Regions from separate parts of the Zea mays genome. Here region 1 is linked to region 2. Evidence: chromatin contacts called from public Hi-C data. All regions are on one chromosome and are shown on one strand. The core of a region is the stretch at or near the end of the contact, and the rest is flanking DNA. Distances in the headings are between cores, read along the strand shown. Region 1 overlaps LOC100273471 (RNA-binding (RRM/RBD/RNP motifs) family protein). Region 2 has its middle 22 kb from the start of LOC103638469.

Region 1 (5,188 bases), core at 1,169-3,668, 630 kb before region 2:
AGTGGAGGCCACACACGGGAACAGGAAAGCGTCGGCAGAGAGGCGCTGAGGAGAAACGGTGGTGCTCGCGGAGGAGAGGAAGAGGTCTGGGCGTGCGGCCAGCACTGCCATCACCCGACACGTGACAGAGCATGCGCCATGTCTCTAGGTCCACGGCGAGCCCTTGGAGGACCAATGTTGCTGAGGTTTTTTTCTTCTTTTTGATGACATGCTTTTTTATGAGCGTATGCGGAAGGTAGGACGAGGATTGTAGTGAGTTTATAAAGAGCCATGGGGCGGGTTGGGGTGGGTTTGTTAGCTGATTTTCTGTATAGGGTTTGGGTTGGGGAAACTGCTTCATAAGCTGCAGGTCAGGGCGGGTTCAGCTCGATTAGCAGGCTTAATCCAGCACCTAGGGGTGGTAATGGATCGCGATCCAAATGCTTCTTCACAAAAGGTTAGGGTCCTAAATAAATTTTAGTTCAAAAATGAATAGAAATAGAGCCCGATCCTAGTCCGATCTGATCCTTAAATCTTATACTGTAAAATTTAGAGCCCATTGTCACCCCTACCAGCACCTGGGTTTGATTCTCTGTGGTACAGTGGAAGTGAATTTCAGGGTTGGTTAAAAACCTCCCTTGCTGGCAACCTGTGAAATAGTTGCAGGGCACTACCCTATGATAATGGTGGCAGTTGGCCTGTGTGACTGACTGGTGTGGTCCTACCTGAGGGTAGTCATGGGGCGCTGAACCTGGGCTGTGTGCCTGCGGACACCAGCACTGTAGGGTCTGCATTGTCAGGATTCAGGCGGTTTGTGTGTTTAAAGACTGCCGTTTCTTCTTCCAAACAACCCCATGGGGACGGTTTTTCCCTCACTGTCCGAATTATAGTTCAAGCACATGATTTTTATTCACATCTTTTAGAGCACTGCTTCTGTTCTCCTTGTATCACCCTTCATGGAGAATTTCCAGCGATAATACACTTGTATGTCTATCTTAGGTTGTCTTGTTTTGGATTTATGCATTAAGGATTCATTAGGGCTATATAAAGTTTGTCTATAGGAGACATTCATGGCAAGTTATGGCGTATTCATGGTTCTTAAAGCGGTAAGGCGAGTTAAGGCGTTGGACCACCGCCCAGACGCCTAGGCGAAGCCTAAGGCGAGCAAGGTGACACCTTATCTATCTAAGAACAAGCAAGACAATAAAATGGAGAGGAAGAGAAAGAAAAAAAGAAAAAGAAAAAATGAAGGGAAGGGGTAGCAGGCCCAGCCCACCATCTAGCCCACATATCCTCCCTGTTGCCCTCCTCCCGCTGATGGAGCCGCCCCTGCCCTCGAAGCAGCCATCGCCACCCCAGATTTGGCGCCACTAACCTCGATTCGAGCGTCGCCACCACGATTCTGGCAGCCGCCGCTCCGATTCGAGCCACCGCCTAGCTGATTTGGTCGTCGACGCCCCGATTCGGGTCGCCGCCGCCCGATTCAACGCGCCCCTTCCCCTTCTCCCTCTTGCTGGTTCTTCGCTGGGTGATGGGGACGCCTAGCCACTTTGGGGCGCCTGGATGCCTATGCGACGCCTTTAAAACCATGGGCGTATTGTTGTATATTTTTTGTATACCAATATCTGTTGTTTGAGATAAAGTTAAATGAACTGGAACACAAATGGTAGTGGTAATAAGAATACAGAACAATGCCCCATGTGGCAGGAAATTGAATAAATTAGACCACACATGGCAGAGAATTAAATAAATCAGACCTATTGTAGGAAATTAAATAATTTAGACTGCATATGGCTGGAAACCAAAATAAATCAGAATATCCGGAAAACTAGAAGATATATCATTTGTTTGGTAGACTTGGCAATCTGCATCCTATGCTGGGACTTGGTATCACTTAACATCGTTCATTGATACAAATTTTACCTAGTGACCTCTGGTTAGGATTTTATGCCTTGACTTTATAGAATTATAGTAGAGGTGCATAACTTCTCTTTGTTAGAAGTTACCTATGTGTTATAATTTCTGCTGTTATATTTGATGTTTCATTGCAACAGGAGTGAATTTGAAAATTGTTTGATTAAATTCTTCAATTGCTCTACAATTTGCAGGTTGAAATTAAGAAAGCTGAACCAAAGAAACCTGGCGCTGGTGATTCAAGCTCAAACGGAAGACACAGCCGTGGTGGTGGTCATCGTGATTCATACCGTGGTAGTGGTGTTTCTGTGAACAGCGGTGGCGGCTATGGATATGGTGGTGGTTACCGATCAGCTGCTGCAGCATATTATGGCAGCACAGCATATGGTGCCTATGGCAGAGGGTATGGATATGGTGCTACTTCTGGCTATGGCTCAGGTTATGGCTCTGCATATGGTGGCTCCATGTATGGAGGTCCATATGGTGCCTACGGGTCATATGGTGGTGCCTATGGAGGTGGTGCGTATGGTGCTCCAGGAGGGTATGGTGGGGGAGGATATGGCAGCTACGGTGGTGCTGGAGGCATGGGTGGGGGTGGCAGCGCTGGTGGTCGGGGCTCCAGCAGATACCACCCTTATGGGAAATGATCATCCATTCTGTGTTTCTCTAGGATCTGATAATAAAGCCATACCTTTCCTCGTTTCTGCTACTGAGAAAATGGAACATTCCATTCGTCTTGTTGAATCAGCGGCATCTGGACATTTTTTTCCTTGGAACTTGCATTGCACATCAACGATTCTATAGTCTATAGTCGCTGAACCCTGAACCGCCCCCACCCCGAGCTTTCTGTAGAAGCTGCAGCTGAAATTCTCGTAGTCTGGCATGAGCCTTAGAATGCCCTTGAAACTATTATCTTTGTGGTAGTAACATTATGGTGTAATGGAACAGATGTACGTTGTTGTAACATTCACTCACTGATCAGAGACTTGCTATCTCTACATATGTGGAGAGAAGCTTTGCAAATGATTGACTGATACTATTAAATTGTGTGGGTTGCTATCTTGATCTGAATGCACGCTATCGTGTTTCTAATGGGGCGTTTGGGAGGGCTTCTGTCCAGCTCTAGTACCGGTTCCTCGCTGAAGCCGTCCCAAACACCACCTCCCAAACCAGCTCTTGCACACGAGCAGGAGCCAAAATAAGGTTGAGAGCCGGAGCCAAAAATTTTGGCTCTGTGTATGGCTCGTATATAGACCTGGCTGCTTCCATGGACGCACGGCCTGCCTTTGGCCGGCGCCCCGTCCTTGGTTGCTGCTCAGGCTGCGACACTAGGCGTCCAAGTGGCCGGCGCAGGTCACGGCACTGCCTTGGCAGCCGCCCAAGCATGGCGCGTTGAGGCTAGTCGAGGCCTAGCTGCTGCCCACGGCACGACGCACGGTCTGTCCATGGCTGGCACTCGGTTTTTGGCCGGCGCAACAGAGAAGCACGGTTTTGCGAAACGATTTGCAAAAAGTATGGGCTCCTGCGAAGAAGCTAATTCTTTAGAGGAGCCGGAGGAAGTCATTTTTAAAGGAGCTGGAGCCCTCCCAAACGGGCTCTAAGTCCTGTCTGGATACCATGGCTAATTAGTGGCTAGCTAAAATTAGTTTAATAGATAATTACTAGCTAGTTAAAATTAGTTTAAATTAGCTCTAGTGCACCAAAACGTGAGCCAACCATAGTTTAGACTTATGCATAGCTTAACTATGGGCCATACATTATATGAATTGGCTAGCCAACCTTAATTAATTTAGGCTTATATTTACTTTAACAATGTGCTAACCATGTATCCATTTTTGATAGCTGGAGCTATATGTGGTTGTCACCTTACTGTTGTTCCAAATTTATTAAAAGAAAAGAAAATAGAACATTGACGATAGTAGTGATATGATCTTTTTTTTGTCTATCAAAGGCTGAGGAAAATTAGACTTTATCTATAGAAATTAGCTAAATATAATTTTTATTAGTATTTAGCTTTTGCAGATTAAACAACGAAAATATAGGCTGGGGTTTGGAACCTAGGCAAGATAGCTCTAGAGGCTGGGGTTTGGTTGGATGTACATAGTGGGATGGGAGAGGGCGGCCATAGTTTCTATAGTGTTTGGATGAGAGTCACGTAGGGGCGAGATAAACATCGGAGTAGTTTTTGGTGGCGGTGTGATCCAAAAAATCGAGGGGACGGTGTCGCCCCCGCTCCATCCCCACTTTGACCTCAAACCAAACGCATTGTAAACGCACGAGGCTAGCCAAGTGAGTTCAAGGTTTATTTATGATAGAATGATTATAGTTGTTTTTTAATATACGTACATATGCACCGTAAAAAAAAGCCATGCCAGGTCCAGTCGGTCTTGCCACACCAATGGCCCAAGTCTGGCACGAATAATAGGCCTGCTAGCCCAGACCCACCCACCACCGGGGCATGTTGTGCTCGCGACGGGCTAAAAACGTGCCATGCCACGGGCCGCCTGGTAGGCACGGCCCGTTCGGATATCTATACTGTTGGGGACTTGTTATCAAATGCTATGAATTAAGAACAAGACAATATAAAATGTTAAATATTAATGCCCTTCGCCCGCTGAAGCATTATCTCCCCCAAGGATTTAATGAACTTCGGACGAAAGCCATGAGTAGAATATCACGAAGGTTACACCTTCGTGATCATAATTACAAAATAATATGAAATAAAATATAAAACATGAAACATTAAAGAAAGATGTACCAAAAATAGATAACATTATTCACATATTTTATTATATGAACCTAAATATCAAAATATAATATTTAGGTACATTTATACCTTCGCCTTGGCAAAAAATAATAATTCCCGGGCAATGTGTTTGCAATTACAGGATCGCGTGAACAGTAAAGGAATATTGTTCACTATTTATAGGCACAGGACACAGCCTGTAAGAAATTACAATCATACCCCTTATAAAAGTTTACAACAATGACTCAGACCCTTATGGACTAAAAGGTCATTCCATCTTTAAGTCGGTTCGATCCTTCATCTTCGGATACGCTATAACACCGAAGCTTCTTCGGCGTCACGTATAAGCAGCTTTTGCCGAAGCTGTTTCTCCCTGCAGGACCTTCGGCGACGAAGCATGGTCCCAACAGTAGCCCCTTCGCGGTGCTAGATCGTTTTTTGTAACGAGCTTGATCCGTGAAAAAAGTCTCTTAGGCTTCGGGAAGTCGAAGGTCCGAAAAACATCTTCCCTGAGCTCGTTGCCGAGAAACGATACAGTTTCCGAGCGCG
Region 2 (5,151 bases), core at 1,912-4,411:
CATCCCCGTCCCACCTTCTGCGAGCACAGACAGTGTGGGAGAGCAGGCCTCCGAAATCGCCGTCCGTAGAGAGACATTTGCACGGGTGTGCGGACGATCAGGTTTTTGGGTAGCGTACTTGCGACAACTCGCTTCGTCCGCTCGTCCAACGTTGATCAAGTTCCTCGTCGCCGGCGCCTTTCGAGGGACTGCACTGCGTACATCTGCCTGCGTCGACTACGTATGACTACATCGAACATACACATGAGATGTCTCGTGTGAATGGAGCCACTGATGCCTTGAGCATCGGTCCCTCCGCAGGGTACAATCTGTTCTTTGTATTTGTGCATATTTTATTGTTGTTTACTGCTTACGTGAGTAGTGATACACATATGCACATATATATCGTCACATACATCACTGTGATTTTCTGGATTAAATTAAAACTGAAAATGCATATTTCTCTAACAATTGTGACTCTGGCGTAGATGGCAAACGTGACGTAGTTGCCGGAACATGCTGCTGCTCAAGGACAGAGGTGTCAGAATGGGACTTCATAGCTACGAATGAACGACACAATCCTAAGCTTGTCTCCAACTCTTTACTTGGCTCCATGGTGAAGAGCAAGTAGGGACGGGCGGGCAGTTGATCGGCGGACAAGGGCGGGGAGCAGGCAAGAACGTGGAACAGATAAGGGGCCTACGGACAGGGCCTTACCGGCGGCGGCGGACAGGGGACATGAGTGACCGAGTAGAGTGCACGTCCCACGATGCGGATAGGGACAAGGAGCGGTCGGGTACAGGGCTTGCCGACGGTGGCTAACAGGAACAGGGAGCGAGAGGGCCAGGTGTAGGTGTTGGCGACGCCGGACTGCTACAGACGGACCTAGAAGACGAAGAAGACATCTCGCGGGGGGGGGGGGGGGGGGGGGGGGGGGGATATCGTGAGAGAAATTTGGGCGCGTGGGGGTTTTCGTGAGGGAAGAGGGCACGCGGGAGTTGCGCGGGACCCGCCATGAAATGATGGTGGTCACAGTAGGCGTTTCACGCAATTTCATATGTCTTAGAAATGAGTTAGCAAAGTGTCTTGGAAATGAAACGGGTTTCTTCTCTTCCCTCATTTAAACAGTGCCATATAGTAATTAATACCATGAAACTCTCCATGAAACCTTCTTTGCGAATAGCCAACCTTAGGCTATTTACAACAATAGTTTTATGATGGTTTCATGCACATTTAATAGTGTGTCACAACACTATTTTAGATGACATGACATAGAATTTAAGATAAATGAGTTTCATGGGATGAAATTGGTTTCATGGGGATGAAACCATGTCAACCCGTTTCCAAGGTCTTGGAAATCGTGTGAAACCTCCATTGAGAGTAATTTGTTTCATCTTCATATATTTTACTGATTTCTATTGGTTGTTTAGTTGCAACATTTAATTGGTATGTTAGTCTATAAAATAATGAAGTGAAATTTTGCATTGAGAAACATTGTTTTATTCTTAGTTTCATGACACTCTTCATGATGTGGCAGTGTTGGAAAGAGTGTTATGAAATGTCCATTGTGATTTGCCTTACATGTACACCTATACAGCTAGTTGGTCGGCCGTTTTTCTAGGACTGGGCAAAAGAAACCGACACCGAAAACCGAACTCAAAACACTCAAAACCGAGACCGAATAGAACGATATTTCAGGACTCGGTTTTTATTTCGGGTATATGTTCAAAAAAACCGAATTAAATGTAAAAAATCGGTTTTTTTTATTTCGGTTAACCGAAAGGCCCGAACAGGCCCCAACACCAGCTGACACCAGGCGCCCAGCACTGGGCAACTAGCCAAGGCCCAAACCTGTCGTGCCGAGTGCCGAACTGCCGGCCTTACCTGGAGGTCCTGGACACTGTGCTACTGGAGACTGCAGTATTGTGTTAGGGTTGCAGCCTTGCAGGCAGTCCAGGACTCCAGGTCCGGTGGCCGCCGCCCGCCATTGTCTAGTGCCCAGTGCCGTCTGCGCCTCTGCCGTCTACCGTCGTCAGCTCGTCGCCCACTTTGGCACCGGCAGTCTGGCACTCCACGTCGCAGCCACCTTCCAATGCCATCCACTGTCTCTCACTCGCAGAGTTGCAGGCCGCAGGCCCGACGGCCGCCAGCCGGCCAGCCTGCCATGCCTCCCGGCTCTCACCTGGGCGAGTGGGCAGACGCAGACGCCTGCCACCGCGGCACCTCCTCCTGGCCATGCAGTGACGCAGAGCCACAGACACCGGTCACCGCCCGCCCGCCCGCCCGCCGGTCGCCGCCTCTGTTGGACTGTTACTCTGTGTCTCTGTCAGTGCTTCTGTGGTTTTGCTATATTAGAATCAGTGAATCACAGAATGCTGACCGGAGTTGTGCACTTGGGCTGATTGCTGAACGCACTTGTGCACTTGTGCTTATGCTTGTGCAGAATGGTGACCGGAGAGTTGTGGTATATTTGAGTCTGCCAGATTGAAGTTGTGCTGAACGCGTGTATCTCAGTATGTACAGATGTGCTGGACCGCCTGTGCATATGGACTGTATGTCTGTATTCTGTACTCCTGTATGTGTTGGACGCCTATATGGCAGATTGGCGGATGGTTGGTATAATTCGGGCAAACACGAAAACCTATTATCAATTTCAGTTACCCGAATATTCGGTTCTCAAATACCCAATGTCTATTTCGGTTCTCACTTGTTAAAACCCGAACTTTTAAAAACCAAAAAAATCCGACCCGAATTGTGGGGTAAAACCAAATGCCCAGCCTTGATTTTACTAGCACGCTTTTGAAGCCACTGGCGGATGAGGCTGGATCATCCACCCTCTTAACCAAAATCACGGATAGCTTAACGATTAATGAATATTTGTCAAGCCACTAGTTTTTATCTATTAATATGTAAGAATCAGAAGCTAGTAAAAAAATATCTATACTATTATATAATCTATTAGTTTAAACTTTATAAAACCCACCCAAACAAATCACCTCCACACTCATAAGCTCTACTAAAATTACCAAACAAATTGCACATATGTTTGACACACCATCAAAACCAAGAGTTCACATTATTGCTGAATAGACAATATTATTTGGATAATTCCTCATCTCACTCCCGTGACCCAACCTCTCCCTCTCATGTGTCCCCACCGTCCTCTCTCCCTCACGCTTGCCACCGCGGCCACAGCTAACCCCTCCTCTCCCCTCCTTACGATCGTAGCGTGGGCTATATGCTAACAGATATTAGTTTATTTCTGTTGATATAAAACTATTTTTTGTCGTGCCATTGTTGACGAAAATCATTCAGCTGATACGACGAAAACTATAGGCATTTTTGCATGGTGCATCAATGCAACCGGCCGGCATCCGTCCAAGTCCAAACTAGCGGCCTCGTCCGCGACGCATGCTGTGCTGCTGGCTGCTAGTGCGGCCGCCTCTCACTACCACAAACATAAACAGTGAGAAAGAGAGAGCTCAATATTCTTCCCCGATCCAATCAGCCAAGTTGGACCTCGACCACTGCTCCCCCTCTGGTCGGTAACACCGCGCGCAGCGGGTCGGCCGGCGTCTGGCTCCTTTTGCCGCAATGCGCTAGACTGGTGCGATACCCAGTTGTGGAGCAGAAACTCACATGCGGCAGTCTCGGCACGCCACATGCGATGCGCTGCGATGCGATGCGAGCATAGTGGCCACTGCTGAGTGCTGACTCCTGTCGCTGGCGGTGGCGGGTGCTCGCCAGCGACGCCCGCGCGGTCGCGGCGCGGAGAGGGGTGTCTCTGTGCGTCCCATGTTCGACGTCCCGTCCGCAGAGGCAGCGCGACGTGCGCCAGTCAGACAGCGGCTCCGGTGCGACCGTGCGGCGGCATTGATCTGCGCCACAGCTTTAGGACGGATTGTCCGGTCAGGTTGGGATATTTTGCCGGACTCTCTGCTATTGCATTTGACCTTATTTTAAAGAGACACAACTGTTACAAGTTTCCAGTGGAACACGAAGGTAACATCTTCTCTCTTTCTCTCTCTCCATTGTTTCTGTCATGGCACGATATTGTATTTCTATTTTTCCAGTCTCCTGTTGATCCTAGATAATGTAACTTAGACGGCAATTTTTGTTTGTTAATTTAGCGGCGCCTTTTCTAAATAATACTCTCTCCCTTCTTTTCATGTTTTAGTTTAAAAATAAACCAACGGACGACAAATTTTCGAGAACGGAAGTAATAATCATTTAGATGCAAAAGTAGGGCTCTATCTATTGAATTAATGTGGGTCTTACCCATATTAATATTAATAATAAACAATGTTAGATGTCCACTTTAATGCTACGGTTTACTAGTACTTTAGTACCATACCGAAAGTTTAATGAACAATTTAATCAACTTAAATAGGTGGACCGTCGGTGCATCTATTGAAAAAATGAGAAAAGGGTGAAGAACTGCCACACGCGCACGCCGCCGGCCGGGCAGGGCCATGGTCGTGGTAGATCGGACCTTGGTCCGAATATTCATTCCTAACAGTAATGGGTGTCAGCTAGTAACGAACGTCATTGATGTGTGTAACGGTAGCTCTGATGGCAACCGTTACTGTCTATTGGCCTCGTTGGCCTCCCTCTGCGCCTGTATATATACGAGTAGGGGAGGCTGCTTCTGGGTTGACAGCACAGTACGCACGTACAGTCTCAGACGCGTTGCACAAAGCCATTCCCGTCCCACCTTCTGCGAGCATAGACAGTGTGGGAGAGCAGGCCTCCAAAATCGCCGTCCGCTGAAAGACACTTGCACGGGTGTGCCGGCGATCAGGTTTTTGGGGAGCGTACTCGCGACTACTCGCTTCTTTCGCTCGACCAACGCTGATCAAGTTCCTCGTCGTCGGCGCCGTTCGAGGGACTACACTGCGTACATCTGCCTGTATGGACTGCGTACGACTACATCGAATATACACACGGGATGTCTCGTGTGAATGGAGCCACTGATGCATTGAGCATCGGTCCCTTTGCAGGGTATATTATGATTTTAGTAATTGTGCATGTTTTACTATTGTTTACTGCTTATGTGAGTAGTGATATACACATGCACATACATGTCGTCACATACATCACTGTGATTTTCTGGATTAAATTAAAACTGAAAATGTATATTTCTCTAACAATACAAAAACCTGATATTAGGTA

Evidence for each region. A called contact is a pair of places that touch in the nucleus more often than the background predicts.
Region 1: a Hi-C map of ear shows a contact between it and region 2, with 3 times the contacts expected there. The contact joins two enhancer-like sites. A contact is called at or near these places in 2 of 25 Hi-C or Micro-C datasets (ear and tassel).

What each region holds. Positions count from the first base shown.
Region 1 is chr9:73,093,036-73,098,223 of Zm-B73-REFERENCE-NAM-5.0, reverse strand. It overlaps LOC100273471 (RNA-binding (RRM/RBD/RNP motifs) family protein), which reads left to right. Exons shown (of 5, transcript NM_001147908.1): 5 at 2,088-2,862. The coding sequence ends at 2,540. Among protein-coding and RNA genes, the nearest start is that of LOC100273471, 6.2 kb to the left of the region's middle. Within about 2 kb of position 2,418, at least 5 of the 20 cell types and tissues checked have an H3K27ac peak or open chromatin away from gene starts, as enhancers often do. A contact at or near this core is called in ear, where this site is marked.
Region 2 is chr9:72,464,706-72,469,856 of Zm-B73-REFERENCE-NAM-5.0, reverse strand. No RefSeq gene overlaps it. Among protein-coding and RNA genes, the nearest start is that of LOC103638469, 22 kb to the right of the region's middle. Within about 2 kb of position 3,161, at least 17 of the 20 cell types and tissues checked have an H3K27ac peak or open chromatin away from gene starts, as enhancers often do. A contact at or near this core is called in ear, where this site is marked.